Linked DNA regions of Sus scrofa: region 1 is linked to region 2. A link is a contact called in public HiChIP or PLAC-seq data. All regions are on one chromosome and are shown on one strand. Each heading gives the region's core, a stretch centred on a gene start, on an enhancer-like site or on the middle of the called end of the contact. The rest is flanking DNA. Distances are from core to core; before and after follow the strand shown. Region 1 has its middle 720 kb from the start of ADGRL2. Region 2 has its middle 1.1 Mb from the start of ADGRL2.

Region 1 (3,361 bases), core at 621-3,120, 350 kb after region 2:
ATCTTACTTCACCAATTTTATAGAGTACACCGTCCATGTATCTCTCTACTTATCTAAAACTCACCCATATTCTCATGCTTTCTCTCTCTCCTTATGAAATCTGTCTAAACCATGGATTCTTTAACAGGATTCAGGAGTTCAGGGATAACTTCAGGAAGACTGTAAACCTAAGGTGGTATGTTTTAAAAATGGGGTAGGGACATACGTTCATTTTCATTGGGAAAAAAAAATCCCATTCTCTTATCCAAATTTCAAAAGGGAGTTCAGTCGATGAATTAATAGCTAAGAACCACTCATACTCTAAATAATTCCCATCTGCCATCTCTTTTATAGCCATTCCTAGCAACTTTTGAGAGGCCAAAAAATCATCCTAGTCCATTTGGGAATGGGTTTTATGAGCCCACCAATACCCCCATGCCATTTTTATGCTGTCATATACCTTCTCTCAGAAAAGACAAAAACCAAAAAACATGTAGAGACAGGAAAAGTTCCTCAATTGAATATAAGAGGACTTGGCTTAACTAATCGTGGCGGCATCCCTTCCCATCTTGCCATCCTCCTCTCCTTAATTCTTTACATTTGTCCTCTTTCATTCTTCAAGGATCATTGTTGCTATTCCTCCCTCAGGGTCAGCTCCCCTGTGATCCTCCTGAAGTGTGTCATAGATGTGAAAAGCTATTTGTCTCTATCTACTTGAAAATCTCATTCAAGAAACAGCAAAGAAAGGTCAGGACTGGCCTTCGCCAGCTATCAGAATGTGCACCATTCCATCACCCTTAGCCCAGGGCCCCACAAAGGGGGTGATAGCCTTTAATGCTTTTGAAATCATCAAGAGATATCAAAGAATCCACTTCCAATCCTGTCTTTATAACCAGAAGCCCATTGATCAGTGTAGGTAAAGGGATAGCACATCAAGGGGGAATGGCGTTTAGAAAGTATGATTTGATCCATGTGGCCGAGTGATCACGGCAAGCTCGCATCCCACCTGAGCTGGAGAATAAATCTATAGTGCTGTTAGCTCTGAAATATCTCATTCATCAAGTGCAGGTAAGAAATCATCTCTAGTTGCCATTAATTATCAAATCCGTTGAATTAAGTAACTACTTCAGCTGTGCAGCGAACCATGTATAGAGTCGTACAAGTGAGAGAGCAATGTAGCCACAGGAATCCAGCAGCATCAGCTATCTAACATCAAGCCCCATGGTCCCAAACATTTTGCCCCTCTGGGATTCAGTTCATCTTTAAAAAAACGACAGAGTTATATACACATTAGAATGGAGAAAATCCAGAACATTGACCACACCAAATAGTGATGAGGATGTGAAACTCATATGTTGCTGGTGAGATTGCAAAATGCTACAGCCATCTCAGAAGACAGTTTGGCAGTTTCTTACAGAACTGAACATATTCTTGGCATCCAGCAGTCATGCTCCTTGGCTTTTGTCCAAAGGAGCTCAATGCTTATGTCCACACACACACACACACACAAAGCACTTGTATATTTATAGCAGCTTTGTTTATAATTGCCAAAACTTGGAAGCAACCAAAATGTCCTTCAGTAGATGAATGGATAAATAAACTGTGCTCTAACCAGACAATGGAATATTATTTAGTGCTTAAAAAAAAATGAGCTCTCAAACCATGAAAAGACATAGAGGAAACAAATGCATATCACTAAGAGAAAGAAAGCAATCTGAGAAGGAAAACTACCATACAATTCCAGCTATATGACCTTCTGGAAAAGGCAAAACTATGAAGATAATAGAAAGCTCATTGGTTTCCAGAGGTAAGGGGTAAAGGGTAAGAGGTAAAGGGGTAGGAGGGATGAACAGGCAGAGTACAGACAATTTTTAGGGAAGTGAAAATACTCTGTATGACGTTAAAATGATGAATATGTGTCATTATGCATTGGCCCAAACTCATAGAATGTACAAAACCAAGAGTAAGCCCTAGGGTAAATTGCGGACTTTGGGTGATTATGATGTATTAGTGTGGGTTCATTCTTGGTTAAAAAAAAAAAAAAATTCTAGGAGTTCCTGTCTTGGCGCAGTGGAAACGAATCTGACTAGGAACCATGAGACTGCGGGTCCCATTCCTGGCCTTGCTCAGTGGGTTAAGCATCCAGTGTTGCCGTGAGCTGTGGCATAGGCTGGCAGCTGTAGCTCTGATTCGACCCCTAGCCTGGGAACCTCCACATGCCATGGATGCAGCTCTAAATAGGAAAAAAAAAAAAAATTCCAGCAAGTGATGTTGACAATGAGGGGGGCTATCTATGCATATGTGGAGGCAAGGAGTATATAGGAAATCACTGTATTTTTTCTTTCATGTTTATTGCAAACCTAAAACTGCTTTTAAAAAATAAAGGCTTTTTAAAAAATAAAGTTGGGTGAACTGATCTCAAAAAAGACAGCTTGAGGTAAAGTTTGAAATCTTAAACTCCGGAATCAGGGGGACTTGGGTTCAAATTCAAACTCTGACACTCACTGCCTCCTGACCTTGATTAAATTACCCAATTCCTCCAAGCTTCTGTTTCTTCATCTATAAAATGGGGACAATAATTGTTTCAACCTTAAGAGGTATATAATTTAATAATGTGGTCAGAACTCCAAGGGTATTTTTCAGTTTCTAATTACTGAAAAATACTTTCGCTTACTTGAAACTATTATCCCTACTTGTGTTATTGTAAATATTAATTGAGATAACCGGTTAAAGTACTTCAAAAACTATACATTATTGTATTGGTGTGAGGAATACTATTCATGTTATTTTACCCTTCTCACTTTTAGAGGAACTAAATAAAAACAATCCCTGTGATAATGTTTCATTCTAAATATCATATTGAGTGGCAAATTTAAAACTAAGAAAAAATAACCTTAGTTCTGGTAAAATTTGATTATATAGAGGAGATTTAAGAGACTATGTCTCTAAAAACCAATTTCTAAAAATAAGTACAAATCTCAGAAACAACCATTATAAAAATCAGAATGACTAGTGCAATTAAATTATGTTAACCCAAAACACTATTAGCTGAGATGGAGCTTGTTTTCTATTTTCAATAGTATTAAAATGAATCATCGAAGGTTATTTTTATTAGGCATAAATGAAGATGAAGATTATTTTTATTAGGCATAAATATTCATCAGACTGCAAAATTACAGGTAAAACAGTACCAAACCAAATGGACCAAATCAATTCTAGAAGATCTGAAATGATTAACAATGACACAAAATAGAGCTAAAGAAATTTCATATCTCATCATTTTTATCCCTTTTTTCCTAATAATTGAGTTTTTTTCCTTTCATTCTTCTTTTCCTTATCATTCATTTTTTTCCCTCTTCAAGCATTTTAGGCAATACACACA
Region 2 (3,417 bases), core at 430-2,929:
CAGCCATACTATATACACACACAAACACACACACACACACATATATATATACATTCTTTTTCTCATAATATCATCCATCATATTCTGTCCCAAAAGACTGAATATGGTTCCCTATGCTCTACAGTAGGACCCCATTGCTTATACTGATAAGACACTGCATAGTCATGTCTTCCCCTGTCTTTCCAGATTCATCTTTAACTTATCCCCTTCTATCCTCTTCTCTCACCTTCTGCCCCACTGTACCCTAGACACACTGGCCTTGTCTCATTTGCTTGAATGCCTCATATGTTTTTCACATGACATGGCCTTGTGGAAAATCTCCATCCCAATATGCCCAGGCATATTTTATGTTAGTTAACAGATTAGCACAAGCCTCAGGAAGGCTTTTTCTCACACCCTGACACTATATTCTCTTAAAGCTTCATGTACATCACATTTGTACTGTGTAATTTTACTTATTTTTGTTACACATCCATTTTCCTCAGTAGATTGTAATTCCCATTAGCATAATGATGATGTCTCTTTTATTCACAGCTATGTCCCCAGATGGTGTCTGGCAAATTTACTAATAAATGATGAAGATAAATAAAAATTTATTTAATGTTGACTGTTTGCAAGCACCATGGAGTCATATAAAAATATGCTGGAGATAGCCCCTACCCTCAAAGAGCTTATTTTTTGTGTTTTAGAAGATAAAAATAATAGAAAACTATTATCTTAAGAAATTAATATCTAATGGTATGACATGAGAAGTCTCAAAACAACTTTAAAATAATGTATGAAGTAATACAAGAAATAAGATATTTATAGCTGAAATAGTAAATGGTCATCTATGAATGAAAGATTATTAAGCTGGACCTTTTAAAATAGGAAAAAGTTGAAGAGTCAAATGGAAAAGGTAGATTTTGGGGGGAAGAATATGAGATGAACAACACTTCAGAGACAGGCAATCACTGGAAATCAAAATCAGGATGGTACTTTCCTAGTTGCCTTTAAAGGGCTACAATATTCTGTGGAAGAGAAGAAAGACTGTAGTCCTGGAGTGTGATAAAATCAGACTGAGGTATGATAAGAATTTTCATAGCAGGAAATCCTGAAACAAAGCTTCAGTATTATATTTCTACAAGGTACAAGAAGTACCATTGCTGCATAACTGGAATGTGGAAAGAAAAGTTGTGAAAATCCAATGAGCTGGTTAAAAAAATTTTAAACTTCTTACAAAGTTGTAGTCTTACTGGACAATTTCCTGAGTTTCAATGAGATCTTTAGAACTGTCAGCACATAAAACAGGGTATTTGTTTTTTCCCGTACTAATAAGAGTTATTCTGTTTTCAACACCTTATTTTTCATGTTTAGATGCACCCAAAGAATCTTCTTTTAAAGAAAACTGACCAAAAGATGCTTTGCCAACTATCCTTGCAATTTGAGCCCTCATTTTGAAAGCTATGTTTTTCTTGAAACGCTTCCTCTAAAAGAACAGAGTTGCATATTTGGCAATACTAAGCATAAACATATTGTTTTATCTGTGAAATCATCATTTTGCAATAGAAGAATTAAGAAATTCACAGCCTCTTTCATGGAATTTCCTACATAGAAATGCTAATGTAAACATTAGTGCTATATTGATGTATGGCATTTCTGTGGATGTGTGTCAATAACGAATACCAAAGTGTGTCACCAGATCTCCAAATCACAATGGCATCACGCTGGAAACGATTCAACATTCAAAAATAGAATTCTATGTAATATGACTTCTTATCAAACTAACACATCACATAGTTTTGAGTCAGATGTTTCCACAAGGCTTGTTTTGAAAAAGATCCATTTCCCCTCCTTCCTCACCACCATCCTTGCTTCTTGCTCCCAGAGATATCCACTTTATTGCTGAATTTCAGACTTTGGCATTAGATATTGCCTTGCAGCAATGACAGATGAGAATCTCACTCTATCAATCTCCTCCCTCTCCCTGGGTCCCACCATATTCACAGTCTCAATCCTTCATTCTCTTAATGTAGACATCTAATTTGTATAGATTCACATTCAGCATTTATTTTAACCATGCAAAGCAATTTATCCCTAAATCATATGATACATGATATCATCTACTTTCCTGCATAACCTACTATTTTTCCTAGAGTTAATGATTTTCTTGTTTATAGCTAGCTTATTTTTTTTTAAATTATCACAGATCTAAATCAAACTCTCTGCCAATCATCTAATCTCTTTCTATGAATAAAACACATTGCGTATCCTATCTATTTCATCTTTTTGCAGTAACCATTCATGTAGCCGTCTGACTCACTTTAACCTAAATGTGCAGAACAGCTTTTACTGTAGGGTCTCTCTTCTTGGGAGATTCACTTTACGTATCACTTTAGTTGAATCCAATGTTCATTGGATCCCTTGTTTTCCTATTTCTTCTTTATCTTTGTGTCAGAATGTATCACTGCTGATTTATGATGCAACTTCCTGGACTCTGCCATGTCGGTTACCACTTATTCATTTCTTTTCCAATTTTCAAACTTAAGAGTTGTCTATTTTTGTGCCTCTTATGTCTTTGAGATCCTGCTGTATGGCACAGGGAACTATATCTAATCACTTGGGAGGGAACATGGAGGATAAATGTGAAAAAAACAAGGTATATAAATGTATAACTGGGTCACTTTGCTGTACAGTAGAAATTGATGGAACATTGTAAATCAACTATAATAAAAATTAAAAATATATAAAATAAAATAAAAATTCCCTTTAATATCATATTAGTAGGGTTTCATGGGAGTCAATGTAAATATTTATGTCCAATCTGCCATCTCCAGACTTCTTCATTAGCTCACTACTCATCTGTATTAATGAACATTTATCAGTGCTCTTGTGAGGATTATCAGATGCTCTGTGTAAAAGTGCCAAGAAATGGGTCTGGTCTATTATAATAGGTGCTCAATAAATATTTACTGTCCCTTCTTTAAGAAGCAGTAGCTGCAATCATCTCCTGCTTCTTACTTTTCCCTCCTGGTTGCCCCACCCATTCTCACTCTACTAACAAAAACACTGAGTATTAGAAGGATTATACGAGTTATCCAAGGACACACAAACTAACAATGTCTGAGAGACTTAAATGTTTTCCTTTCTTGTCTTTTTGTATGTATATATCATTCTCTCTCAGTTTGAATTCTCATAAATAAAGATGTTAGTATTTCTTTTGAAAAATTGGGCTTGCCATTATTTTTCTAACAGGTAGTATGATATATAGCACAGAAGACGGATATACAAAAGTTGAAAAGGAACCATGAATGCTTAATTCAAATGGAACTACAGGGAGTTCCCATTCATGGCTCAGTGGTTAGCGAATCTGACTAGGAACCATGAGGTTGCAGGTTCCATCCCTGGACTCACTCAGTGGGTTAAGGATCCGGTGTT

What was found. HiChIP or PLAC-seq counts read pairs in DNA pulled down with a chosen protein or histone mark.
Region 1: a contact with region 2 is called in an H3K27ac HiChIP or PLAC-seq map of alveolar macrophages. The contact joins two enhancer-like sites. A contact is called at or near these places in 1 of 47 Hi-C or Micro-C datasets (embryonic fibroblasts) and 1 of 2 datasets of contacts at active chromatin or transcription factors (alveolar macrophages).

The regions. Positions count from the first base shown.
Region 1 is chr6:131,641,726-131,645,086 of Sscrofa11.1, forward strand. No RefSeq gene overlaps it. Among named protein-coding and RNA genes, the nearest start is that of ADGRL2, 720 kb to the right of the region's middle. Within about 2 kb of position 1,871, at least 7 of the 83 cell types and tissues checked have an H3K27ac peak or open chromatin away from gene starts, as enhancers often do. A contact at or near this core is called in alveolar macrophages, where this site is marked.
Region 2 is chr6:131,293,017-131,296,433 of Sscrofa11.1, forward strand. No RefSeq gene overlaps it. Among named protein-coding and RNA genes, the nearest start is that of ADGRL2, 1.1 Mb to the right of the region's middle. Within about 2 kb of position 1,680, at least 1 of the 83 cell types and tissues checked has an H3K27ac peak or open chromatin away from gene starts, as enhancers often do. A contact at or near this core is called in alveolar macrophages, where this site is marked.